Linked DNA regions of Mus musculus: regions 2, 3 and 4 are each linked to region 1. A link is a contact called in public Hi-C and promoter capture Hi-C data. All regions are on one chromosome and are shown on one strand. Each heading gives the region's core, a stretch centred on a gene start, on an enhancer-like site or on the middle of the called end of the contact. The rest is flanking DNA. Distances are from core to core; before and after follow the strand shown. Region 1 holds the start of Polr3a (polymerase (RNA) III (DNA directed) polypeptide A). Region 2 holds the start of Shld2 (shieldin complex subunit 2). Region 3 holds the start of Actr8 (ARP8 actin-related protein 8). Region 4 holds the start of Mapk8 (mitogen-activated protein kinase 8).

Region 1 (7,057 bases), core at 794-3,293:
TTTGGGTCTTTTGAGGTATCTTCTTCCACTGCTATCATTTGCATATTGGACACCCCCCCCCCCCACCATTCTGGGTGCCACCCTTCCTCCTCTTCATTGCACAATCCTCCCAGGGATGCCCTTTGTTTGTATATATAGACGTCTTCGAAATCTCTTTACGTCAGCCACCTCTAGTTGACTGGGCATGGGCATCTCCAACTCAGAATATCTGAAAAGTTACATCTAGATCAAACGTGTGCAGGCTTCCTCCCCTTTGCCATTTTCTAAGAAACACAAGCAAGTAACAACTTACATGGACAAAGAGTTCATCTAGAGATACTGTGCTGCTTTGAATAAAAGACTTTATCTGTTTGGAGTTGGGGTAGGAGCACTAACTGTTCATAAAAGATAGAGAGAATTAAAATAACATGGGATGATGGTACAGTCTGATGGGACACCAGGGTCTGGTCAGAACACCTCTCTGCAAAGGTGATCTTCCAGCTGAATTCTAAGTCAGACAGAGCAAATAGGAGAATGAAGATAGGAAGCAGAAGGTAAAGATTCCTTGGCCCACAGGCACTGGGCATCACCAGAGAATCACAGGCAAGCGGCACAGACAGCTAAGGGTACAAGATGAGCCCAGTAAGGCCTGCAGGGGCCAGGGCTTGGGATTTAGGAGGGAATCAAGTGTCAGCATTACCAAGAGCTGCTGGAAGATCCAGGTGACAGAGATCTAGTTTGCATCTGAAATGAAGGGTCTTGCTCTGTAGCTTGGGCTAGCTTCAAACTCCTGACTGCCTGCCTTGGCCTGAGTGGCATAACTATTGGCTTGTGGCTCTGCATCCCTGGGCTGCTGTGTGAGGATCCTTTCATGTGAATAGGGTGCGTGTGAAGGACTGAGATGGTGGACTGAGAACAGTCGGAGGTCACCCAGGTGACACCTGTCCCAGTGAACAGTAACACAGAGTTCCTCCAGTCTCATTTTTCTTACCTCTGTCTCTGCTTCTCTCTTCCATTTTATGCCCTATGCCCCTTTAAGTTCACTTCTCTCCAAAGTCCCCACATCCACCTCAGAGCCCTGGACCCAGCTCAAGTCACCATCATTGCCAGTCTAGATCCCTGCCATGGCCTCAAACTCTGTCCTGGCCAAACACTCCAAAAGTCTGACACGCCTTGCAAGACTCACATAGTGTAAGTCCCCTGCTTCACGTCTATCAGTCTACCTTGTCCCTCCAGTACGTGTTTTAAAAGGAGCCTGGTCTGCACCGAGCCCAGACTTATTCATTACTTGGTGCTCTCAGTCTCCTCTCTGCTGGTCGTTGCATTTGCCACAATCATGGCTGATTTGTCTACTCTACAACAGACCAAGCAGAAAGACTGCATTCTGCGGGACCTTTAGTGCACAACACTGTCCTCAGTACATTCTCTTATGTAAGTTGAAGAAGCAAAAAGATCCGCCTTAGCCTCCCCCCCCCCCGCCAAAAAAAAAAAAAATCAAACAACCAGGGCTTAATAATTAAGCTTTGAAACAGAGAGCCCAGAAGAGCAGCTTGGTTTCTGAGCCTGCCACTTTCTAGCTGACAACCTTGAGTCAGCACACAACTGTGTCCTCGTGCCAGAGGAAGAGGTCCGCTGAGAGTAATCAGCGCAGGGATTCAGGAGGTGGCATCTTCGCCCAGAATGCCCGTTCTGACACTGTTCCGTCCATTGCACTTTCCCCGCTATACCTCACGGATCCCCCACCCCCCACCCCAGGATCTGAAATCCCATCCTGGAACTTTTTTCTTCGCTCCCTTAACAACTGTCCCTCTCCTGGGACACTCTGGGACCCGGGACCTCAGCCTCCACCTCACCCCCACCCCTTCGGGGGCGTCCTTACATTTTCTTAGCCACATCCGTCTCGCGGAACTGCTCCTTCACCATGGTGCCGGCTGGCCGGACGCCCTTCTCGGAGCTGCGACTACAAAAACCACTGTCGCCGCACCTTCCCGGGGTGCTTAGGTATTTAGGAGTAAGGAAGCTGCAGCAGCCTCCCCGGCCACCGTAGAGCGCCGCACGTGCCGCTTCCTCTTCCGCCGCCGGACTTTATGAAGAGAGGCTTGGCAGACGCTGCTTTGAGCCCTCCTTCTAGATCGCCATCTAGCGGCTCCTTCACGAAAATGCACCTAGGCCGCGCAGATCAGTGGGGGAAAATGGCTTTTTCAGGTGGGTTTCTCAAAACAGCAGAAGAGGCCGGGCGTGGTGGCGCACGCCTTTAATCCCGGCACTTGGGAGGCAGAGGCAGGCGGATTTCTGAGCTCGAGGCCAGCCTGGTCTACAGAGCGAGTTCCAGGACAGCCAGGGCTACACAGAGAAACCCTGTCTCAAAAACAAAAACAAAAACAAAAAAACAGCAGAAGAGACGGATGGACCGCTTTTTTTGTTTGTTTTTTTTTTTTGTTTTTTGTTTTTTGTTTTTTGTTTTTTTGTTTTTTTGTTTTTTTGTTTTTCAAGGCAGGGTTTCTCTGTGCAGCCCTGGCTGTCCTGGAACTCGCTCTGTAGACCAGGCTGGCCTCAAACTCAGAAATCTGCCTGCCTCTGCCTCCCGAGTGCTGGGATTAAAGGCATGCGCCACCACGCCCCGCAGTTTTGTTTTTTTTTTTTTAAATCTCAAGGTCAAAAAGTTACATCAAATAGAAAAAAAAATCAAACAAGGACCGGCGCGCGCGTGTGTGTGTGTGTGTGTGTGTGTGTGTGTGTTGTTGTTGTTGTTGTTGTTTCCTGAGAAAGGCTCTCCATATATAGTCCCGACGGGTACTGAATTTGCCATCCTGTCTCCATACTCTCAGTGCTCAGTTACATCCCACCTGGTATAAATAAGTAAATTTACATATCTATTTACATACTTGTGTACAAACATATATACAAACACATATAAACACGCTTATTCTTACACAGCATATGTAATATATATGTATGGTTCGTTTTGAATTGTGTGTTTTGTAAATAGATGCAACAAAAACCCACCCAACCCTTCAGCTCTCCAAGGAGAGAAAGAACGGTCTATTAAAAACTGCCAGAAGCCGGGCGTGGTGGCGCACGCCTTTAATTCCAGCACTCGGGAGGCAGAGGCAGGTGGATTTCTGAGTTCGAGGCCAGCCTGGTCTACAGAGTGAGTTCCAGGACAGCCAGGGCTACACAGAGAAACCCTGTCTCAAAAACAAAACAAAACAAAACAAAACAAAACCAACTGCCAGGCCACCACTAAGAACAGTAGAAGACAGCTCCCAGCAGCAAAGCCTTGCTAGGTTTTAGGGACTTATATGGCTGGAGTGGGGCCAGCTCAGAAAATCCCGGTGGTTAGCATGAGAACTCTGTTGGGCAGGGAGGAGACTGACAGATACAGCCAGGAGCCTTCAGCCAGCTGTTAAGGGCTTCTGAGAAATGCTTTAAGTCTGTTTCCTAGCAAGGTCTGGTGGGGTCCAGACCATCACTTTAAAATAGTGCCGTCAGCACTGCCGTTTGGGGGCCTGCTTTGGGGACTTAACATACTTGTGTGTGTTTGTGTGTGTGCAGGCAGAAGTGCAGGTTGGTCTCCTCTGCACACTAAGCCCTGTACTCGGGTATTTCCCTTGGAATAATGCTGTTAATTCATGTTTGCTCCACTTTATGCAAAGCATTAACTTCTGGTTCAGGCAATATTAAAAGCTTATTTTGTGTCAGATCAGAGATTCACACACATACAAAAAAAAACCCAAAATATATTTTGAGATAGGTTCTCTCTATGTAACCCTAGTTGGTATGTTGGTGCTTGCTTTGTAGCCCAGGATAGCCTCAAGTTCTTGGCTAATCCTCTTATTTAACTTCACAGATTGGTGTGGTCATTCATAGGTGTATGCCACCACAGCTGGTTCAAATAGATAGTTTCTTTCTTTTTTTTTTTTTTCTCCATCCAGAGCTGGGCATTGAACTCAGAGCCATTGCATACTGAACAATGTAGATTGTACCCAGAGCCTTTGCATATTAGACAGTGTTCCGCCACTGAGTGGACCTACATCCTCAGTTCTTTTAAAATTTTAACTGGAGCCAGGATCCAGCCATGTCATCCAGGCTGGCTGGATAAAAACCAGTCTTTTAAAAACTCACAAGTTTTTAAAAGACTCTCAGAAAGTCTCAAAGCCAAAAGAGCCACAATCCTCCCTTCCAATCCAATAAACTGCTAGGTGTGGTGCCCCACTTGGGAGGTGAAGGCAGAAAGATCAGGAATTCAGGATCATTCTTGGCAATGCAATGGATTTTTCAAGACCTTGCATGGGCTTCGAAGGTCTGGTTTTAAAGAACCTAAAGCCTCACACACGAAAAACCTTATGAAAAAGTCACTAGCAACTCGTGGTGTCACGTCAATGCAATAGGGGTGAGTAGTTAAGGTTTCTGCTATTTCCCTGGTGTAAAGCAGGGATGCTGACTGAAAGGCCTTTTTTTTCTCATTAATTAATTTATTTACTTTACGCCCTGATCAAAGCCCCCACCCCACCCCGACCCCAATGGCTTTCTTAAATGCCTTCAAGATGAACTTTTTTGGAGACAAGTTTTACTTTATTTTATTCTTTTTTTTTTTTTGGTTTCTCGAGACAGGGTTTCTCTGTGTAGTCCTGGCTGTCCTGGAACTCACTTTGTAGGCCAGGCTGGCCTCAAACTCAGAAATCCACCTGCCTCTGCCTCCCGAGTGCTGGGATTAAAGGCATGTGCCACCACGCCCGCCCGGCACTTTATTTTATTCTTGAGTCAGCGTCTCACTGTGCAACCCTGATTGACCCAAAACTCTTTGTAGGCCTCAAACTCAGAGATCTGCCTTCCTCTACCTCTTAGGCCCTGCTTAGTGGAAACAATTTAAACCAACTACCTGCCTCTAAGATTTAAACTAGTGGTTCTTAGCCTTGCTAACGCTGCGGCCTCTTACTACAGTTCCTCATATTGTGTTAACTCTTGACTATAAAATTATTCCTGCCGGGCAGTGGTGGCGCACGCCTTTAATCCCAGCACTTGGGAGGCAAAGGCAGGCGGATTTCTGAGTTCAAGGCCAGCCTGGTCTACAGAGTGAGTTCCAGGACAGCACAGAGAAACCCTGTCTCAAAAAACCCAAAAATAAATAAATAAATACTTAAAAAATAAAATTATTCTCGTTGCTACTTAATTGTAATTACTTAATTGTAATTAATTTGCTGTGATTTTGACTTGTAATGTAAATATCTGTTTCCTGATGGTTTTGGGCAACCCTTGCAAAAGGGTCGTGACCCTTTGGCTGAGAACCGCCGATTTAAACAAATGACATTGAAAGCGAACTTTACTGGGTGAAGTAGCGCACATTTCTCAAATCCAACGTGCCTGGGAGGCAGAAGCAGGCCGTTCTCTTGAATTCGAGGTCAGCGTGATCTACAGCGATAGTTTCAGGGCAGCCAGGGCTATATAGTGAACTCCTGTTTCAGAAAACAACAAAATACAAATGCAGGACGGAAAAGAAGGGAATGGGAAATATACACGCGATTGTGTAACCATACATCAATTTGAGTGGATCCAATTCAGGCCAGCCAGAGCCCAGGTCTGGGGCGTGGCTAAGGGCTAGCGAGGCGTGGCTTCAAGTACTTTCGGTCAGGCATTGCTGTAGTCTACCCCAAGGCCTTAGCCACGCCCCCGCGCTGGGGTCCTTCCTTGCGCGTTGATATGATTGGTCGGCAGTGAGCGGTCCTCTTTTCCTCCTCTCCAGCTCCGGCGCCGTAGCCATCATGGTGAGTCTCCTCGGGCTCTCAGCACTATCCGTCGCTTATCCGCGCCATCCCTGCCTGTTCGGGGACCCCACTAGAGCTGCAGCCATCCGGGGCCCACTTACTCTGCTCCGGCCTGCCTCACGGAGGCCGGTCGCCCGGGGTCGCCGAGTCGCGGCTGTCCGGCACCGCCGTCCGGAACACGCCGGGCTTTGGGCTCCCGGGCCTCGGCTATGGAAACCCCTGTGGAGCTTCAGGGGCACGAGTGAGGCGGGCGCTGGCGGGCCAAGGTGACGAAGGCGCCTCCGGCTCTTGGGCCAGCGGACTGAGCGGTGGAGCAGAACTTGGGTGCCTCGGGGACCGCCAAAAAGTGGCCTTGTCCACTTCTCTGAGGCGGAGGACTGAGCCTTCCGCCACGCGCGGGCTGTTCTTTGACTCGTGCATGGTGCTATCGAGGTGACTTAATCCCGATTCCTCGAGTCGAGCTCGGAAGGCAAGCAGCCATGTGCAAGCTGCCGATTTGAGTTGATCTCTGCTAATTTTCGTGTCTGTTTAAGCTCGCTGAATGCCAGCTACTGCGGTACTTACTCTAATTAGGGAAGAAGTTGGCGAAGTCCTGTGTCTGGGTAGCCACTGAGAGATGCTGGGAACCACTGAGACTTCTCTCTCCAAGCACTAGAGGCATTGGTTGCAGCATGTAGAGAGTCCTGGTGGTGTCCAGTGTCAGGTGATCAGGGATTCTCAAATCAATATGTGAGATCACAAAATCAGTAGTACTTCAAATGATAGCCATAATCTAAAGTGAAGTTTGGATGACGTGAGAGAAAATGAGTTGTTTTATGGTAGTTTATGAGGCGCTGTCGCCTGCTTTGGGGCTTTTTTGCCTTTTCTTTCCTTTATAGCTTGTCCCCAATTCCTGCCTCTTTCTAGACTGCATTGCTAGTAATTGCTGAAAGGCCAGAGCAAAGGCAAGACGAGATTTTTAACATCTTACTGACTTGTGTGTTACCTGCAGAATGACACAGTAACCATCCGGACCAGGAAGTTCATGACCAACCGTCTGCTTCAGAGGAAACAGATGGTAAGGATCAGAGTCAAAATGTGGTCTTTGTGTCTGCTTTTGAAGATGTAGTTAACTTGTAAGGAGTACTGACTCTTACACCTCTTTATAGGTCATTGATGTCCTTCATCCTGGGAAGGCAACAGTACCAAAGACAGAAATTCGGGAAAAGCTGGCCAAAATGTACAAAACCACACCAGATGTCATCTTTGTATTTGGATTCAGAACCCACTTCGGTGGTGGCAAGACCACTGGCTTTGGCATGATCTATGATTCT
Region 2 (6,992 bases), core at 1,160-3,659, 9.8 Mb after region 1:
GTAACTTGCATGTAATGTTAAAACATTAGATTGTTAGATTTTGTGTAACTTGCATGTAATGTTATATTTTGTGTAACTTGCATGTAATGTTAAAACATTACTAAAATGTTTTAATAAAAAACTATATTCTCAGGTTCTCAGAGTTCTAAGTTTGTTTGCTTCCTCCCTTCCTCCCCTTAAGACAGTGTCCTTCTGGCTATTGAGTTCATTATGTGACATGAATGTTGTGGCCTAAATTCATGGCAATCCTCCTGCTTCAGCCTGATTCCTCCTGTGCTGAGATTACAGACAGCACCATAGACCTTATCTATTTTTAACATACTAACACACAAGAGATATGAATTTTTTTTAAATAAAATAACTTCTACAGTTATATTTCTTTATATTTCTTCTCCCTTCGAAAAATGTCTTCAATTTAGGTAACTAAAGCATAGAAAAAGTAATATTAAACTTATTTCTTGTTTTTTGTTTGTTTGTTTGTTTTTTCGAGACAGGGTTTCTCTGTGTAGCCCTGGCTGTCCTGGAACTCACTTTGTAGACCAGGCTGGCCTCGAACTCAGAAATCCGCCTGCCTCTGCCTCCCAAGTGCTGGGATGAAAGGTGTGAGCCACCACGCCCAGCTATTAAACATTTTTTAAGGCTATGACTATCAGTAAAGAAAATTGATATGGTAGTTTAACAGGCAATCCCACTGAGCTACACAGTGAGCTACAGACACGCCTGGCTATAATGTGAGACTCTTGTTTCAAAACAACAATATATCAAAAGATATGCTTCCATGTGCTCACAGACACTAGTCAGGCTAATGCTTAAACCTCAGGATTTGGGAGTCTTATTCTTTTGAAACTTTAGGTTCTAGGTAGAATGTTTTGTTTTGTGTAATATAAAATCATAGAGTGATAATATTATCAAGTGAAAAGGAAATTTGGTACCTTAATCTTTTCACATCAAGCCAAAATCATGCTGCAGGCCGGAGAATCTTTTTTGCTAAAAAAACACAATACAAATATAATTAATGGTTATCATTTATTGTTTATTACAAATATAACTATATTTTATTATATCAACCACTGTTTATATTGATGTAATTAATATTAATACATAATAAATACAGTTAACGGTTATCACTCAGCAAATAAGATAAGATATAAGTCACTGGGAAGGAAAGCTCAATATTGCTTTAGAGTTCGCTGAGATAAATGAATGCAACTTAACTGGTCTAGGTTGTCACTTCACGTGTACAAAACATTTTAAGAACTAAGAATTTCTCTTTCATGCTTAGTAGATGAATAAAGTCATGTAAGAGATGAATAGTGTCACAAAGTCCAAGGGTTTACAAAATCGCCAAGGCACTCTGGGGTGATTTTACTAGTAATGTGGCACGTGATAGGTAGCTTGACTTAAAGGATGTTAGTGTGTGTGTGTGTGTGTGTTCAACTGGATTTTCTTGTAGCTTTGTTTGAGAAAAATGAGTATCTCATGTTGCCCAGGCTGGAATCAAACTCTATCCTCCTGCCCCCACCTCTCAGGTTCTGGGGTTCCCAGAGTGTAGCACTCAAGCCTGGCTACCATTGTGAAAATTATAACTTAGTAATCAGATCCTAGACCATTTAAATAATATGTGTATGTATATATATATGTATATATATGTGTGTATATATATGTGTGTGTGTATATACACACACACACACACACAGGATGTCACATTCCTTTAATCTAAGCACTCAGGCACTCAGACAAGGCCAGCCTGATCCATAAAGTGAGTCGCAGAAATTAAATATATATACTGAGACATTATATTTCTAGTTTACTTTAGGACGTGATTCCAAAAGAGGGGCACACACTCAGTCAATGGTGGAGTTACAACTATGTGCGGGTGTGCTGACTCAAGCCTGTAATCCTAGCACTCAGGGGAGTGGGCTGGGGGAGCAGAAGCAGGCAAGTTCCCATGAGTTCTGGGCAAGCCTGGGCTACAGGGGCCCTGACTTTTCAAAAAAAAAAAAAGGTAAAATAAAGTGGCACGCGAAAGAGTCAACAATGCTTTGCATAACTGTTTTACCTCAAAATCGCTGAAGTTGCCTACAACAAATTAAAACCTTGTGCAAAGTAAAGGCCTGTGGGGTCAGGGCCTCCCTCCTGTCCTGAGGCTTCTTGCTTTCCCGGTTCCTCAACAGTCGGATTCGGGATGAGTCGGGATTTGCCCCGCGCCTCTTCGGCTTCGGCGCGGCGTCACTCTCCGGCCGGCCGCGCAGCGGATCCGCACACCGTTCCGGCCCAAGGCGGAAAGGAGGGGCCTGGTGACTCATGCGGCCGGGGCTGCTGGCCAGCCAGCGAGGCCTCCCTGCAGTCCGCTTCCACCTCCCAGGCCGCCGCGCGTGCACACGGGACCGACCTTCCGGGCCGCGGCCGCGTCCGACCGCTCTCAGGAGCCCAGGCCTCCGGGCCGCAGCCCGCGCGCGTCCACGCTAGCCCCGCCCCCGCCCGCGAGCATGCGCACCAAGCCCATCTGCAAAGGCGCGCCCCCCGCCGCCGCAGCCGCACGCGCCGCCGCCTGGAGGCCGGGCAAGGCCGCGGCGGAGGCGAGGCCCAGCGCCCTGGGCGGCGCGCGGCCGCCGAAGTCCGTCCTCCCGGTGGGGCGACAAGCGGCGCAGGGGAGGGGACAGCCAGACAAGCAGGAAGCCGCGGCTTAAAAGGGCAGCTCGCGCCCAGCCCTTCCTCCCCGCGGTCCAGGCCTGCGAGCTCCGGTCTTTACAGCTCCCGCCGCACTCGCCTCAGCCCGCCGCCGCCGCCATGTACCGCCGTCTGGGCGAAGCGCTGCTGCTGTCCCGCGCCGGGCCCGCTGCCCTGGGCTCTGCGGCTGCAGACTCAGCCGCGCTGCTGGGCTGGGCCCGCGGACAGCCCTCCGCCGCCCCGCAACCCGGGCTCACGCCGGTCGCCCGGCGCCACTACAGCGAAGCGGCCGCCGACCGCGAAGACGACCCCAACTTCTTCAAGATGGTGGAGGGCTTCTTCGACCGCGGCGCCAGCATCGTAGAGGACAAGCTGGTGGAAGACCTGAAGACCCGGGAGAGCGAGGAGCAGAAGCGGAACCGGGTGCGCGGCATCCTGAGGATCATCAAGCCCTGCAACCATGTGTTGAGCCTCTCCTTCCCCATCCGGCGCGACGACGGCTCCTGGGAGGTCATCGAAGGCTACCGGGCCCAGCACAGCCAGCACCGCACGCCCTGCAAGGGAGGTGAGCGCCCTCCGGCCCCTTTCTGTCCTCCCTCCCCTCCAGACTCCCGTAGCCCGGGCCGCTACTCGGCCCAGCCCAGTTCTGCAGGCCGTGCCCCGCTTCGGGCTCCCCCGCCTCGGGTGTGGCAGCCTTAGAGGATACTGATTTTTTTTTTCCGCCCTAAAACTACCACGTAATATGCCAGCCTTTTTACTGGGCAAGTCTTCACCCCAAGCCTCTGCTTGTGTTGATGCTGACTTCACTGAGGACACTGTACAGCTTTTCTTTAGCCTCGGTGCCTGTCATGTCATAGACCGTGAACCCTTAACGCCAGCAGCCGACGATACAAGAACAGAGAAAAATTATCTTCTTTTTGGAGTTGGAATCTTGAAAGTTTGATTAACCAGCGCAGCTTACTAATCTTCTAAATTATTATAATTTTACACTGATGGCTTTTTGTGTTGTGCCTCTTTTCTCCCCTTGGAAAATGTAAAATATCGAGCAGAGTAAGGTCTCTGACAAACAGGGCGACCTGACATTAAATCTAAAGGGTGTAGACTACAGAACTGCCTGCCAGCCAATAGAATGAAATAGCCCTGGGGGTGTGTTCTTGTCCTGGCTAGTACCAGAATTGAGCCTAGGCAAAAGGTAGAGTCCTTAGGGAGTTGAATCAGTTAGATTTGGTAGTTACCAGGGTATCCTGTGGTTTAAACTTTTGGGATGTGTGTAGATTGGCTTACAGCCTTTTTTTAGGGAAGAAAAATACGTTTTTCATTTTCTCTCCACTACAGTACACAATCATACAGCGTTAAAGGTGCTTTAAAAAAAAAAAAGACTATTAAAAGAAAAACCACCTTTTTTCTGTTGCTTAAACTTAATGTATTGAGTAGGAGTCTTGATGGAGGTTGAATTGGCAAGTGAGCAGAGGTTAGACTAGAACAGTGATTCATTTCATTGCAACTTCATAACTGTAATTTTGCTACTGTTAGGAGTAGTTATGTAAATATCTAATAGGCAGGATATTTGATATGCAACCCCTTCAGGGGTTACGGGGGACCCACAGGTTGAGAATTGCAGGACTAGACCTTTGTCTGCCTCGGTTCTGTCCAGTAGTCTTTTTACTACCAGCTGACTAAAAACTATAGAAATGTTTCTGCACTGGAAAAACTGGGGCTGTGATGGTGTTCCCAGTGGTGGAACAAAGGTTGTGGCAAAAGGTTTAATGATTTACCAAATTCGCATTGAGTCTACCCAAGTCTAGGATCTCCCTTTGGAGCCTAATTGTCCCTTAGCCCTGTAGTTCCCTCTGCTAGAAGCCATTGGAACCACTTTGACCTCTGATTTCCCATGCAGCTCAAAATTATATAAAAGGGGTAGTCATTCTCCTACACCTCACCTTCCTCTTTCTTCCTTCCCTCCCTCCCTCCCTCCCTCCCTCCCTCCCTCCCTCCCTCCCTCCTTCCCCCACAAGCCGGGAACTCAAATTCTACCCCCCTCCAGAACAAACAAGGATGTCTGTCGAGCCAGAGGCATTGTATTGCAAATGCTAAACTGTCCTTGTCTTTACAGAGGGTGTGCATCCTGTGATTTGGTGGGTTTTTTCTGTCTTGTTAGTCATTAAAGCAATTTGAGTTTGCCGTAGTTTTATTATTTTAAGTGCTCTTGTCACAGAAGTTTTAATAGCAAAATATTGAGCCTAGCAACAAATATCATCAGCCTTACCAGATCACAGTAACCAAAGCACTTGCTCAAAGTGGAGTGAACAGAGCAGAAATAGAGAAACCCGTTTGTAGTTAGTTAACAGTAACAGCATTGCATGATGATACAGCAAGATAAAGTAACGTTCTACAAAGTAAACCATTACATTTATTTAACATCACACTGCCTCTTCGCCCCCTGTCCCATGCCTAAGTGAATTGTCTTCTCATAGTGTTTTGGGAATTTTGTTCTTGATCCTCCTGCCTCATCGGCTCTCCCAGTGTTTATTACGAGAGACCTCATCTGTTCCTTGACATCCCTTTCCCAGCCTTGAGCCCTCTCTATCTAACCTTTCCTCCACAGCGACCTTACACCTGAGTTTCCTAAAATAAAGCCCTCGAGGCTGAACCAGGTCTGGTGACTTGCTGCAATCCTAGCTCTGAGAGCTGAGCCACTCAGTTAGACCCTATCTCAAAAAACAGGAATAAATCCTGTACTGAATCAATACAATAGTCTAATCTATAGTGAAAAGAGATAGTTTAAAGTAAAGACCACCTGGAAGTGCTGGTGAGTACTTTATTTCAAGTAAATATTTAATAAAACTTGGTTTTGTGATTTTTTTTTTCCTAAGTCATATTTAACTGAGGCTACTAGATTTGCCTCTGGTAAGGATTTACAGAGGACCAGAGACTTAGATAAGAGCTGGAACTCAAAGCCTGGATTCTGTCAGTAGCCCGGTATGGCCATATGCGTACCTGATTTTCTGTAACACAGGAAAATCTGAAATTCAGTGCCAGCCTGGACTACATAGATAAGATCCTGTCTCAAAAAAAAACAAAAAACAAAAAATCTATTTTTGTAGCAAAGATGGATACTGTAATAAACAATTGATTTGACAAGATTTGTTCAAAGGTTCTGACATGTTTTCAAACACAGCAGAGATTGTTCCCGGTGGACATGATATTCTGGGTACATCATCTGTCATCCAGTTGTTTGCTAGGGTAAATCTGTGTTTGTGGTGGGTGCCTTCCCTCACCTCTCCATTTGTATGTGTCTCTCCTGAAGCATCTGTTCTGAAGAGAACAACTTTCTCAACAGATTGTTCTGCTACCAGTTTTAGTGTAAAGTTCTTAGAATTCAGTGTAGGGAGGGGCTGGAGAGAGCACTGTGGTTAGGGCATAGGCTGCTCTTGTGGATTTGATTCCTAGCACCCAGTGGTGATGCAGAGCCATCCAGAACTCCAGGGCCAGTGGAGCTGTGCCTGCTCTGCCCTCCTCAGGCATCGTGCACGGATGTATATTCATACAGGCAAAGCATTCAGACACATACGGTGAAAAGTTAAAAAGGTTCAGAAGGGAGCTGGGCGTGGTGGCGCATGCCTTTAGTCCCAGCACTCGGGAGGCAGAGGCAGGCGGATTTCTGAGTTTGAGGACAGCCAGGGCTACACAGAGAAACCCTGTCTCGAAAACCAAAAAAAAAAAAAAAAAAGGGTTTAGCGATCAACTGACTATAGGAGCCACTTTCTTTGTTTTCTATCTTGCCCCTCAGTGTCTTCATCTCATATTTAGTTAAAGTTTTCCCGTTAGTGGTTCTTTCTCCTGTGTTAGAACTTCCTCAAATCATTAGATGAGTATCTTGTGTAACTGTGTTTTGCTGCTACGAAATGCAATACAAAAGTTAACTTGTTTTATAAGCCATATAATTCATAGATCCTTTAGCACTCAGCTGTGAAGTAGTGTTTGTAATACATTTTAGTTAAATGCAGAATTGTTTGTCTTTATACAGACATGTCATTTCGTAAAAGCCATGTGTCCCCAGTCCTTATGTGCAAACAAATGAAGAGCTCTGAAACCTGCCACAGTGTATACTACATATTTCCCTTCTCCCATTCTGTAAGCATTGACACTTAACTAGTAGTTATGGGTGTCTCAGCACACCGTGTAGAATCTGCAAGTCATAATCGGAAACTAAGCACCAGTGCACATAACTTCAGAAAAGTGGGTAATGATTAATAGGCCCATGAAAGAACTGAACAGGTGAGATTTTTGGCTTAAGACCAGAAGAAATTGAATTTACCACT
Region 3 (7,147 bases), core at 3,695-6,194, 5.5 Mb after region 1:
GGATCAGTCACCTTCGTGGCCCCAGCCCTCCTCCAATGGCTGGTGGATGAGGAAGGTAAGTTAAAATCTGAAATGACTTTGCCTCCTTAGGAATATTTTGTTTAGAAAAACAGAAGTCATGTTTTTGGTGAGGGGTTTTTCGAGACTGGATTTTCCTGTTAATCCCTGAACTAGGTTGGCCTAAACTTAAGATTGGCCTACGTATGCCTCCTGAGTACTGGGATTAAAAGTGTCCCCCACCACCACCGACTGACTTTGTTTGTTTGTTTTATGTGTATGAGTGTTTTGCTTACATGAACATAAATGTACTGTATATGTTGGAGGGGTGGAGGCAAGGAGGAGACCAGAAGAGGGCAGTGGATCTGCAAGTGGCATTTTAAGATTTTATTTTGACTTAGGTGTGTGTGTGTGTGTGTGTGTGTCTGCCTGCTTGTGTGTGTGTGCGTGTGTGTATGTGTGTATGTGTGTCTGCTTGTGAGTATGGGTGCCCATGGAGGTCAGAATAAGTCAAATCCTCCTGGAACTCTTGTAGTCAGCAGTTGTGAGCCATCTAAGATGGGTACTTAGAATCTAACTCTTGTTCTCTGCAAGAGCAGGAAGTGTTCTTAGCTGCTGAGTCATCTCTTTGGAAATTGCATATTTTATTATTTAGAGAGATATATCTTTTTTTAAGATTTATTTATTTATTTATTATATGTAAGTACACTGTAGCCGTCTTCAGACACTCTGGAAGAGGGCATCATTACGAATGGTTGTGATCCACCATGTGGTTGCTGGGATTTGAACTCAGGACCTCGGGGAGAGCAGTCAGTGCTCTTAACTGCTGAGCCATCTCTCCAGCCCAAGATATATCTTAATTCTTGGAAGTTTATTGACTTTATTATTAAAATATCAGTTGAGAAAAGATTTGTTTTACCTCCTTGGACCTCCTTGGCTTCATGGCCAGCTCTCTTCACTGTTTCTACCCCTCAAGAATTTAATGCTGATATACACATGCCAGAGAGAGAGAAAGAGAGGGGGGAGAGAGAGAGAGAGAGAGATCCAGTTTAATAAGCAGGAGCTAATTCTGTTAACCTCTTTTAGGTAAATGTCTGCTCTGAGAAGCAGACAACTAGACATACACACGTGTAGAAGGAAGCCATCAAGCGGTGAAGAGCGGCTCGTGCAGGAGAAGATGGTGTATGTCCAAACAAGGATTGCTCTGTGTCCCCACAGATGAATGAGGTCATGCTGGGAATTCCCTCTGCAGGATCTAGCCTGACTGATACGCAGTTCTATAAATGTACATGTTTGTCTCCTTATCTTTTTTTTGTATAGTTTACTAAAGTATTAATATAGTTTTAAGAAGTAAATATTTCTAGGTTGCAAAACTTAATTGTTCGTCTTTATATGATCATACCCAAAATCTTTGATCCGGAAGAAATAAAGGCCATGTATTTAGTCCTGGAGTTTTGTTTGGTTGGTTTTGTTTGATTGGTTTTGTTTTTGTCTGGCTTTTCCAAGCCATCACCCCCTTCTCCAGTGTATATAGTTCTGTTAATTTTGCCTTTTCTCAGCTTTTGAAATACTGCTCACTGTTACTTTGCTCTCATTTATAAATAAACCAAAACATAATTATTTCAGTAGTACATGTAAATTTGCTTTTGAATTTTTAATCTTTAATATACTTACTTTGTAAATGCATGTTGTCTGATTTACTATTAGATAACACCGTCAGGATATTTATAAGGCCACAGTCATCAGAAATGAGCTTGAAATGACTGACTGTATGCTCCCCAGTCTTGAAACCCATGGACTTCACTGCTGTCTTTATTGCTGTGACAAAGACTATGACCGAAGGGAACTTGGGGAGGAAAGGGGTTTTGTTTCTGTTTTTGCTATCTTATAGCTCACAGTCCATCGCGGAGGGAAGTTAGGGCAGAGACCATGGGGAACACTGCTTACTGGCTTGTTCTCAGTGCTTGCTCAACTTGTTACGTTGTACAACCCAAGACCACCTTCAGGGTGGCACTACCCACAGTGGTCCTCACACAACAATCCATCAAGAAAATGCCCTACAGACTTCTCTATAGGCTGTGTGATAAAGGCATCTTCTCAACTGAGGTTCCTCTTCCCAGGGACTTCTAAGTTCTGAAAAACTAACAAAAGCAAACTATAGCCCAGGCTGGCCTTGAACTGGAGCCTGAGCGCTGCCTGCCTGCCTCCGGGGTACTAAGGTTACGCATGTGCGAGCCGCAGCTTGCTTAGCTTACCCTAGTCTTGTGGACGGTGACTACATAAAATAGGCCCTGGAATATTATAAAAGTAATAACAGTATATGCCAGTGTACAAAGGCTGAAACCAAGTTTTTAGGTGAAAGCTATTTATATCTACTTATCAGAAATGGGGATGTAGTATCACAAGCTACTGGTGTTGAAAGAGAAAGAAAAGTGTAAGTTTTGGAGTAAGAACAGTTCTACACTCAGTTATACTCAACCTCTTTTATGTTTTTAGTTGATTCTTAAATTATACGAATAAACGTGAGGGCTTAGAGCTCCACAGCATCCTAGATTGTGTGGCTGTGAGTGGCAGAAATATTGTAGTAAGAAGAGCATGGCCTTTGAAGGTGACTTAGTGTAAGCAGTAGCTTCTCTGTGCTTGGGATCTAAGAGCCTTTTCTGACTGTCAGGATTGCTGCTAGTTCTGACTTCCTCTCTCAGGACCCCACAGTCCCTGCATGCAACTCATATTTAGCAGATTTGTTCTGCACTTGAGTACTGGAGCCTGTAACACAGGACCTGTCCTCTGGTATATCCTGTATTTGAAACTTGCCTTTATCCAGTAGCTTATAATTTTGAGTCATGCTTTGTCACTTATGAAAGGAAATCAGGAAGGGTAGACCAAAGCCTGGCAGTGGTGGCGCACGCCTTTAATCCCAGCACTCGGGAGGCAGCAGCAGGTGGATCTCTGAGTTCGAGGCCAGCCTGGTTTACAAAGTGAGTTCCAGGACAGCCAGGGCTACACAGAGAAACCCTGTCTTGAAAAATAAAGATGGACTGTGCTAAACTGGACTTTGTGTTGGCTTACTGAGACAGTCGCATGCAGTCCAAACTGACCTTGAACTCAAAATGCTCTTGCCCATCTCAGTTTCATGGGATCCCAGGGACGCTCCCCACATCCAGCTCAGGTCATTTGACTCCTGTGTTCTCGCCGTCTTCTGAGGCTTACAGAAGCACACTTCTCGTGGAGCTTCATTGTAGCGTTGGAGAAAGTGCATAGACAAAACAACTGCACACCAACGGCCCCTAGGTCTAAGGAACCATAATGAAATGACACCCTGGAGCAGGGGTGGGGAGAGCTAAATCAATCCAGCCAGACACCACACTGGAAATTAGGTATGTGGGCTGGTGATAAAGCCAAGCTTTGACATTGGCTGCCAAGCCTAACTGACCCTACTCCTAGGACCTGTGTGGGAGAAAGAACTTCTTAGAGTTATCCTCTCACCTCCACATATGCACCTTATGCAAGAATGTATACACACACACACAAAACAAGATCAAATATAGCTTCATAGACCACAGGTATGGGAGGGGGGTGGGTGGTCCAGGCTTGCTCAGTAGGTACGAGCATAAGATGTGCTCTCTTGAGGACTTGAATTCAGATCAAAGCACTCATAGAACAAGGCTTGGCCAATACCTTGTGCTCACCTGTAACCCCAGGTGTCAGATAGAGACGGGATCTCGTGGCTCAATGCCTATCAGCTGAGCTCTAGGTTATTGAGAAATCCTGTTTCAAAGAAGTATTGTGGTGCAATAAATGAGGACAACCTGATGTTCTCTGGCTCTGTGGGCATACAGCACACGCACGCACGCACACACACACAAATGATGAGCATTAGATCAAGTAAAGTCTTGGAGGTGGTTGGCCATAAACTGAGGCAATCCTCCTGAGTGTTGGAATGGCATGTATACGCTGCCACAACAGACTAGTTTGCAGTAAAACGCTGAGCAGCTGTAGGGATAGATGATCAGGAACTGGACTAGACAGGAACCCCATCTTAGAGGCTGCTGTTGTCATCCAGCGGGAGTTGGCTAAGTAACAACACATTCAAAAAAAGTGAATGAATTCAAGATAATTTTAGTCACTTGACTATTTGTGATGGCTTGGGTGAGCAGCCAAATTACATATCTGATTTATTGTTGGGGGCTTGTCATGCCCTGTCCCACCTCCTATGGTGAATGGGAATTAGGAATTACATATTTGCCAGGAGGTGGTAACACATACCTTTAATCCCAGCACTTGGGGCCAGAGGCAAGAGGGTCTCTGTGAGTCCGAGGCCAGCCTGGACTACAAAGTAAGATCCAGGTTCAGCCAGGGCTTCATAGAGAAACTCTGTCTCAAAATAAAAGACAAAAAACCAAATCTGTATTTAATCTTAACTTTGCAATGATTTGTAGAAATCTTATGTATAGGTATCAAATGGGTAAAGGCATGAAGTTCAAATAAGTTACTCAAGGAATATGTCAAGAAGAGACCGAGTCCCAAAGAACCCAATCAGAGGCCGATCTGAGCAGGACCAACGAACTGAGAACTAGCAATATTATGGAACCTCTGAGTGAAGACCTGTGGAGTCAAAATGAGACTGATGAACCTCAGACTCGCGCGGAGCACTCAATTTATTAGGGTTAAGTGAGATAGCTTAAGCCTTTAACTTCTGTGAGTCTAAATAGGAAGTTCCAGGCTAGCCAGGGCTAAAAATAAATTTAATTGATTAACTGTATTACACTGGAGATGTAGCTCATTGGTAATAGGAACATGCTCACTATTCAATGGTGCCTGGGTTCAATCCCCATCATCACCAAAAACAAAACAAAAACAAAAACAAAAAAAAAAAAAAAAAAAAAAAGGAAAAACCAAAACTCCAACCCTGTCATGCCCTCCACGTTCCCAGAATTCTCTAGGGGCGACGCCGGTGGCGGCCATTTTGACTGTGGGCAGCCAGGGGACGCCGCGCCTGCGCAATGGTTCTCCTCTGACTGCTGTGGCGTCGGTGTCCCAGAGCCCCGGGGCTGGTGGTGGTCCACGGTGGCAGAGATGACCCAAGCCGAGAAGGGGGACGCGGAGAACGGGAAGGAGAAGGGCGGGGAGAAGGAGAAGGAGCAGCGCGGCGTGAAGCGGCCCATCGTACCCGCGTTGGTCCCCGAGTCGCTGCAGGAGGTGAGGTGCAGGGGGCTGGCCTTGGTTAGACCACTGCTAGCCTGGGCCTCTGCTGCTGGCCGGAGCCCAGGGTCCGGGCGGAGCCGGAAGCATCCGGGTCCCCTCCCATAGGTTCCTTGTGCAAAGTAGCGCGGTGCAGGGCAAAGCCAAGGCCGCGGTGCACAGCCTCCAGGTCTCAGCTATAAGACGTCACGATTTAGCAACGGCCTGGCTCTCAGGGACGCCAGCAGATATTCAGGGATGGTTAGGGCTCTAACCAGTTTCTTTGTTTGCAAATCTCACAGTGCAAGTCATTTCACGTTTAAAAGCAGGAAAAAGGTAGCCTTTCCTTAAATAGACATGAATAATATGGCAATAACAGCACAAGTTTAAGTAAACAACTTGGAGCAGCATGGCTCACACTCTCACTCACCAGGGCTTACTGATAAGTAAAGGAAATAAATTCCTATAGGGAAATGGGCCACGGCAGTGCACAGCTCCCAGAAGAAATAGGGAAGGATCGGCCGTTGAGGATTTCCTGTGGACCATTTCAGAACCTTCTTCCTCTCCCATAGGTGGGTTGAAATATCTAACTGGTAGGGCTGCAGTAAAATGCATAGTGTGGTGTGTGGGATAGGCTAGTTCAGAGGACCCACAATGTCTCTCTTCCAGCCTCGACAGGAGGGCAGAGGTCCCAGGAGGCTAGAGATTTAGGGTGAGGTTAGAATGGTTTTAGAGCTATGCCAGGTTTATCTGCATTTCTCAACCTGTGGGTCGTAAGCCCTTTGGGGGTTGCATATCAGAGATTTATATTATGATTCGTAACAGTAGCAGAATTACAGTTACGAAGTAGCAACAAAATAATTTTATGGTTGGGGGTTACCACAACATTAGGAGCTGTGTTAAAAGGTTGCAGCGTTAGGAAGGTTCTGGGGAAGAGAGACTTGGATCTGGAGAGGATGTGAAGGATTGGAGACATAGCTGTTTAGAATAGAGAAAGACGGTAGAGATTTTCAGTGTCCACACAAGCTCGTAACCCAGCGTCTTCATCGAAGCTAGTGGAGAATTTTGGAGTGGGACGCTAACTTGATGGCGTTGTGCTACAACGTTTTCGTTTGCAGAGCTTACACTTGAGAGCCACTCAGCTGAGTTACCAATAAAAAGGAAAAAACAAAACCTTACTGTTTTAAGCACGTCCAGGTTTACAGTTTTATGGTGGATTTCAGATTGAACAGTTAGCGTTCTCTAAGGCCGACAGTTCTACATCCAGGCTGCCTGACTAACTCTGGCATCCTCACAAGAACTTGATGAGGTGTAGGGGGCTGCATCAGAGCAAGTGGCAGGCTGAATTTATAGCATATCTTCCGGTCCCTTTTCTACACTCCAGTGAGTCTCGTCACGTGCTTTGACTATCCCATACCCTCTGGGGCACTTGTGCTTCATGGACGTTTCTCAGTCTTGGGTTAAGGAATGAATAATTTCCAGGAAATGATGAGTGGGGCATACTACTAGGTTTCTTTCCTAACACATTAAAATACATAATTACTAAAATAAAAATTGTCCATACTTAACTGCATTTTCTATTCTTTCTTTCTTGTTTGTTTGTTTATTTGTTTGTTTGTTTTTTCGAGACAGGGTTTCTCTGTATCGCACTGGCTGTCCTGGAAACTCACTCTGTAGACCAGGCTGGCCTGGAACTCAGAAATCTGCCTGCCTCTGCCTCCCAAGTGCTGGGATTAAAGGCATGCGCCACCACACCCGGCTTCTCTAGATGTTCTTCGTTCACGTATATACTGAAGCCCGTGGGTTTTTGATAACGTCCAGGTGTCCCTCATGTGTTTTGCCCTTTCGATTGGCAGATGTCCTCCATAGCACAGTGACACTGACAGCATGTACTGAGACTGGGTAGGAAACAAGACAGACACGCCCTCTTCACTAGGGTTTGTTGTACGTCCTGGAAAGGAGGAAGGCT
Region 4 (6,615 bases), core at 1,177-3,676, 9.0 Mb after region 1:
CTAAAAAGTATACTCTATAAGGGTAACTCTTTTATGTGAATTAAGTATCAAAAAAAAAAAAGCTGTTTAAACAACAGAATTTAGAAAACAACCTAACTGAACCTTTGTAGAGTCTGAATCACTCAAATAATTTCTTAATTCTGGAGTCCCTTCCAGAACCCAATATATTTAACAAGATAAAGCAATAAAAGTTTGCTGTCTCAAGATCTATATCTTATAGTAACAAAGTCATGTTCTTATTTTTTTTCATTCCTATCTTACCAGTAAATAAGTTCATCTGAACTACTTTCATACTGAAAAGATACTTTTCAAATAGTGGAAATGCACCAAAACTTGGATTTTTAAACCCATATGCTTTGTGAGTTGGTTAAATACAAGTTAAGATTTAACCTTTCTAGTAAGCACCTCTAAAGAAATTAAGCAGCGCTGAACTACTAGAAATATTTGTAAGATACATTTACATGTTGATTTTCAAACTTAAATCATCGAAACCCTTGTGAAATAATAGTCACAAAAAGATAAATATGGCTCACTGGGTAAAGGTTCCTGGAAGCAGGGGAACCCAGTTCCATGTCCAGACCCCACAGAAAGGTGGAAGAAGAGAATGAAGCCCACACAGTTGCTCTTAGGCTTTCACATGCACACAGTGGCATGTGTGACCCCACCCCACAAAAACATCATGCAGGCACACCCACCGTCATAAGTTTTTTTAAGGGAGATAAATGCAATCATGCTAGATTCTTAATGAAACATCACTGTTGTGTCTGGGTGTATTCATACATGACTAGAGAAAGCTCTTACCTAAAATACTAGAAGTGGACAAAGTTCTCAACTTTGATGACAGAGTACCAAGTAAATCCCCTTTATCTACAAGACACTGTAAGTGTTTCATTTGGAGAGTTTGGAGCATCTCTGACTTTTAAGTATGGCTACTCAACTTTTTATGACTATACACACAAGCCATAATCCTCTATTTTATTAACTATATAGAAAAAAATCAGGAATAGTTAACCTAGAAGTGAAAAAGTGATTCCAAACCCTTTGGTGGTCTTTAACAGGTAACATCCTCTATTAATTTATGATCTAGCCAACTGAGAGTGGTATGTGACACATCTGAAACTTCGTGGAGAATTTAAGGCTTTATTTTAAATTTTTGTCTATAAAAGTCTTTCAATCAACCCAATGAGTATGACTTCCATGCTTGGTGATGGGGAAATGATGCAAAATAGGCCTCTAAGTACCATTTTGATTACTTCGTCAGACACAGAAGTAAACCTTCCAAGTTTAACAGCCTCAATAAGAGAACTGAAGTAACCATTACCAATGATACGAAAATTGACAAGGGGGGGGTGGGATTTAAGAATAAAGGTAGTATATTTAAGCCAAACCTGGATATTCTTCCTAACACTATCCTTGGAAGTTCCAGTCAAATGAGCCAAATACCTTACTTAACATACATCCCTTACATAATCGTCTCATTTAAAGGCACATCTATTCTGTTCCATACTACCCTAATTTTTAAGGGTCTTTCTCTTGGCCTTCACATCTTCTCCACCTGGATACAGCACTAACTGTTGCCAAATGAATGAATGAAATAAACATGTTCTAACTGACCAGGTACTTGGTGGAAGCTGATCTCAAAACACAATAGACCGGCAGACCAGAATTCTACTGAAAAGATCACTTAATTTCAGAAGTAAAAATAGAAACTACCGGACACTGTGCAGTCAACATGATATTAAATTCCCGGTGGGATGGGAAACTTTCGGGAATAACAATGTAATGCGTTCCTTACGGTACTTTACAATGGACTTGGTTCTACCTTGTCTGGACTAGGAACCCAAGCGCAAGACAAAGGGACAGCGGCGGGGGAAAGTCAAAAGGTCAGCGGCAGGCGCCCCTCTCAAGGCGCGGCCCGCAGGCCGGCGCGCTCGCGGCCACCCGGCTCTTCTCGGCGTCGCGGCACTCACGTCCGCACAAAGAAACCGCCCACAGTCAAAACACGCTCCCCGTGGGTGCGGGAGACGTATGCACGGTCGCGTCGGCCCGACCTCCGCGGGAGCACCTCCGAACTTGCCGCCCACCCGCTCCATTTCCCCCCGCGCGACGTGGAAGCCGGCCGGAGCGGTGAAGCCAGGTCGCGCGGAGTGGACCACGCCCCCCGCTGCCCCCGCCGCCCGCGCTATTGTTCCCGCGCCGCCCCCGCCCCGCGCGCGTTCCCGGGAGGGGGTCACGGCCGGGGAAAAGCGGCGGCCGCCCGAGCCGCGGCGCCCGCGCACTCACCCGGCAGTGCAGCCAACGGCGACCTGGAAGCCCGTAGCGGAGAACGGCGCCGTCCTGCGGTGGCCGCGGCCGCTACTCAATCCTGTTCGCGGCTCCGCGTTTCGGCCGCAACGTCCGGCCTCGGCCGCTCCGCTGACTAACAGAGACGCGGGCCGTCAACGCGCACGCCCGCCCACGTCATCGCGCAGGGCCCCGCCTCCGCGCCGGCGAGCGGCCTAGGGGCGGGCCAGCCCCGGGGGCCCGGATTACGAGGGCGTGGCCCCGCGACTTGGGCGTGGCTACACTGGGGGGCGGGCTGCAGTAGCGGAGGTTTTCCCCTGAGGGCGGGGCCGCGAGCAGCGTCTGGGCGGCCGCGTGTGAGGGGCGGGGCCGGGAGCAGCAGGGGGCGGGTCTGCGATGGCACGTGGCGGCGCGTGGCGGCGAAACACCAGTCATAGCTTAAGCCTGCATGGTTGCTAGCCTCGCGGGGAGGAGGGGTTAGTGTTTGAAGGTCAGGCACGCGTGCCAGGGCACACACCTGAACCACGGAGAGTCCTGGTTTGACAGATACTCTTCAAGGGCCTACCACCCACCAAGGAGTAGATGTTCTCTAGCTCCCTGGAAGAAGTTACCTCCTTTTACCCCCCAAACCCTCCTGCTCCAGATTTTTTGCCTTACCTGATTTACCTGCAAGTCCTTGCGGCTCTCGCAAATATTAACTATTCACGGATAAACTGACGAGCCTCGACAATGGATGGAAAGGTATTTAAATCACTATCATTCATGAGGCAAAATATATTTAGCACTTTAAAGAGTTCAAAGGCATTCTCGCCAACAACGGAGAATATCACTAAGAGAAAGAAGCAACACATACATATAGAATGATTCTACGTTTATATAAAATATATTACATGCACAGTATATTAAACTTGGAAAAAAAGTATGACAATTGCTTTGACAGTAGGAAATAAAGGGCAGTCTCTCTTACACCTGTGTAGTATACTGTGATTTCCAAAATATACAAATATGTATTGAGTAAATTCAGGTAGACTGTTCCCATTACATGTTAAAATGGTCTTTCTCCAGGGATGCTATCATGAAGCAAATGTGAGCACTCATTCATTTATTCTCCCCCCATTTTATCTCTCAGCAATTTTTTAATTTTAATTTCTTATTTCTCCAGTAAATATTTTATTGCTTGCCTATTCTCTTAAAGGCAGTGTACTAGCACTAGCAATAAGTAGAACTTATAGAGAATTCTTGTGGTATCAAGATAATAAACTATACACCAAATCAAATCGACACTAAAATGCAAATTAAGGACACATCCAACTATGAAAGGAACCAATGTATTAATAAGGCCAGGAAAGCCTTCTCTAAGGAGCTGCCTCCTAATTTGAGAACAGGTTTGACCAGGGATTATGTCCGAGTTAACTTGATGTGCGAACAAGGAGTTCCAGAACGGGGTAGACTGGGAAAACTGAAGACAGGCCAGCTCTATTGGGACACCAAAGAAGACATTGCAAAATGAGAAGACTGATAAAAACAAAATCCTGTGTTGGAGGTGTTTTTATTACAGGTGTAATGGGAAGGCCCTGGTATGTCTTCAGCAGTGGAGAGCATGATTGTACTGACATCTTGACAAAAAACAAACAAACAAACCTCTTATCACAGAATGCTTTTCTTGATCTCTCAAGGTGGGCCTCTTCTCCCTCTACAATTCTTACTAAAAACTTTCTTCTCTTCCAGAGTATGTTTCTACTTATAGTTCATAGGTCAAAGGTACTGCAGGACATGTATAGATCCCCTGTGGTGGCAAAGACAGCACCCTTTTGTTGGGGTTGGTCTTGTGCACTGTGTATTCAGATGCTGAGTTCTGCACCCCAAGATCAGGCTGCAGTCTGAAAGTGGGCATTGTGCTGTCAAGAATGCTCCCCAGTAATCTCTGATTGGTGAATAAAAGGCTAGAGCTTGTGTCTGGGCAGGGGACAGAGGAAGGCAGGACTTCAGAGAGAGTGAGTGGATCTCAAGTAGAGACCAAGAGGAGGACAGAGGAGAGGGAAGAAGGAGGTCGCCATGAGTCAGGATGGACCATGAGCACATGGCCAAGAGAAGCTGAGGACAGACATGGAGCAGAACCAGACTCAGATGGCAGGTGACAGGGCATTTACCTTATTATTAATATCCTAACGGTGGGGGTTGGAAAAGCTCAGAACCTGTCCTGCACAGTGCCAGCAGTTTGTTAATAAAGTCTGATGTTTCTGTGTTGCTTACTCAGGAGCTATATGGGATAGAGTGGGGCAGAACACTCTCCCCCCTCCCCCATAAAATTACCACTCTACCCTCTTCCTGGCCTTTTCCTTCGGATGACTTTAGGGAAGACCCACTGTTATGGCTTCCCCTGTCTGTTCCATTGGCAAATCTCTCCTTATCCTTGAGATGCCAAACTGCAATTCCTACCAGATGGGCAAGCATGCATTCTATCAATAACCCTTGGCAGAAGGATGCCTATGAATTTCTAGCTTTTGCCAAAAGTACCTCAATTAGAGGTTGGTTTTGAAACTGTTCTTTATGGTGCCAGTAAGTGACAGGAGCTTCTAACACCCAGTTAAAGAACCCTTGTCTGTGGGAGGCAGGATTTTGAGGCCCTCAGCAAGCAGGTATGATACATGTGCCTACTGTCTCATTGCCAGGGCCCTGTAATAGAACAGGATTTGCCTCACCTCCCCAACTCAGAGATGATCCCGGAGGCCCTCTGATGCTAATGAAAAGACACAGAGCCTTCAGGAGAGCAGAGGTGAGAAGACAAATTGTTCTCTAATACAGTAGGATAACCAAGATGAATGATACTCAGTTATGTATTTCTCTTTTTTTGTTTTTGTTTTTTTTTTTTGGTTGTTTTGTTTTGTTTTGTTTTGTTTTTTTACGAGACAGGGTTTCTCTGTGTAGGCCTGGCTGTCCTGGAACTCACTCTGTAGACCAGGCTGGCCTCAAACTCAGAAATCCACCTGCCTCTGCCTCCCAAGTGCTGGGATTAAAGGCGTGTGCCACCATCGCCTGGCTTTCTTTGTCTTTCTTACTAAAAAGCATACAGAATTTATTCTAGGAAAAAGGTTGACATCACTGGCCAGCCTTCCCTGCTCCATAGCTTGTATGTCTGAGAAGTGGTTAGAAGAGATTAAGGTTTAAGGATATGGGAAAAGGCAAAAAGAAGAGTTATGAGCCTTTCAAGTGCGACTCTCTTTAATAAGTGACAGCTACACTGGAGCAGGTGAGTGTTCCATACAGAACCCAAGGCATTCTACACTGCAGTGGATACTTAAAAGACAGACGGTCCATGATGATGGATAGGGAGAGGACAGTTTCTGGTGATGCTGTAACATCCTGGCAGGAACAGAGATAATCCAAAAAGAAACCCTGTGTTCCTCCCTGTGGCAATCAGACTATTGAGACAGTTAGTCCCCAGGACTGGAATGTCCCCAAGAATCACATGCTGGGAAAGGAATAGACTGAAGGCTGGTGCTAGTCAGAGGAGAAACTTGTCCCCCAGGGAAGATTTCACACAGTTCTGAGTACATGTCAGGCCATTTTTACAAGGAAGATTGGAGCCAGACAAGGATGGGTGATGGGACAAGTGATGAGCAGGACCAGACCTTGATTGGCCAACACTGCTTAGTTACATTTACCTCTTGCTTTCTATTTCAACCTAAACCTCATGCCAGTGGGAAGGGGCTCACTGAACCTTTGTTCCTCTTCCCAATGTGGCCATATTGAATAAATCTCCCATTTCTGCTTTGCACAATTGCTTGTCTGTTTAATTAGTGTATTGGGCATGAGCTGCTAAGCTTAGCTTGTCTGGGCTTGTTAGGACCCAGGCTCAGATACTAACTGCCCTGATAACTTTTTTTCCTTTTTTTTGAGTGTGTAGCTCACTCATAACAAATTGACCCTGCATGGGTTCATGGAGGCTCTGAGATCATGTCATTCCAGGGACTTTTCTTCATCCTGTTCTAGTCATCATCTCTACCTTTTCACCTCTATTCTGGGAAGCATAGAGTCTATGTCTAGACTGTGCTTTGGACTCCTGAGAAAGTCTGATTCTTGTAAGTCTCTCCCCTACTGGTACAACTCAGGCTTTGCCTTCCTTTTCTGTTTGGGGTCCCGAGGACTAGCTTTGCTTAAGCTGTGTCAGTTCTGTTGAGCCACCTGGCCTCTTGTGCAGTTTACGTGACAGGCTGTCAATTTGGAAGCTCCTTTGGGCAGAGTTTTAGTATTTGGGAGTTGCGATGGTTAATCCTGAATGTCAAGTAGATGGGATTTAGAATCACCAGGGAAACAAATCTCTGAGTAAAT

Evidence for each region. Promoter capture Hi-C pulls out the DNA fragments that hold promoters and counts their contacts. A called contact is a pair of places that touch in the nucleus more often than the background predicts.
Region 2: a contact with region 1 is called in a Hi-C map of pre-megakaryocyte-erythroid progenitors, with 10 times the contacts expected there. The contact joins the promoter of Shld2 here to the promoter of Polr3a in region 1. A contact is called at or near these places in 2 of 484 Hi-C or Micro-C datasets (CD8 T cells and pre-megakaryocyte-erythroid progenitors).
Region 3: a Hi-C map of the G1E-ER4 cell line shows a contact between it and region 1, with 8 times the contacts expected there. The contact joins the promoter of Actr8 here to the promoter of Polr3a in region 1. A contact is called at or near these places in 2 of 39 promoter capture datasets (the HPC-7 cell line and embryonic stem cells) and 5 of 484 Hi-C or Micro-C datasets (CD8 T cells, the G1E-ER4 cell line and memory CD8 T cells).
Region 4: a contact with region 1 is called in a promoter capture Hi-C map of pre-B cells. The contact joins the promoter of Mapk8 here to the promoter of Polr3a in region 1. A contact is called at or near these places in 1 of 39 promoter capture datasets (pre-B cells) and 1 of 484 Hi-C or Micro-C datasets (CD4 T cells).

Annotation. Positions count from the first base shown.
Region 1 is chr14:24,485,015-24,492,071 of GRCm38.p6, forward strand. It overlaps Polr3a (polymerase (RNA) III (DNA directed) polypeptide A), which reads right to left and starts at 2,044. Exons shown (of 31, transcript NM_001081247.2): 1 at 1,859-2,044. The coding sequence starts at 1,902. Rps24 (ribosomal protein S24) reads left to right here and starts at 5,664. Exons shown (of 6, transcript NM_011297.3): 1 at 5,664-5,744; 2 at 6,736-6,801; 3 at 6,893-7,057. The coding sequence starts at 5,742.
Region 2 is chr14:34,308,108-34,315,099 of GRCm38.p6, forward strand. It overlaps Shld2 (shieldin complex subunit 2), which reads right to left and starts at 2,410. Exons shown (of 10, transcript NM_001360074.1): 1 at 2,060-2,410; 2 at 933-987. It overlaps Glud1 (glutamate dehydrogenase 1), which reads left to right and starts at 2,620. Exons shown (of 13, transcript NM_008133.4): 1 at 2,620-3,235. The coding sequence starts at 2,791.
Region 3 is chr14:29,973,393-29,980,539 of GRCm38.p6, forward strand. It overlaps Actr8 (ARP8 actin-related protein 8), which reads left to right and starts at 4,945. Exons shown (of 13, transcript NM_027493.3): 1 at 4,945-5,196. The coding sequence starts at 5,074. Selenok (selenoprotein K) reads left to right here. Exons shown (of 5, transcript NM_019979.2): 4 at 1-55; 5 at 1,084-1,682. The coding sequence ends at 1,087.
Region 4 is chr14:33,444,732-33,451,346 of GRCm38.p6, forward strand. Mapk8 (mitogen-activated protein kinase 8) reads right to left here and starts at 2,427. Exons shown (of 12, transcript NM_001310454.1): 1 at 2,284-2,427.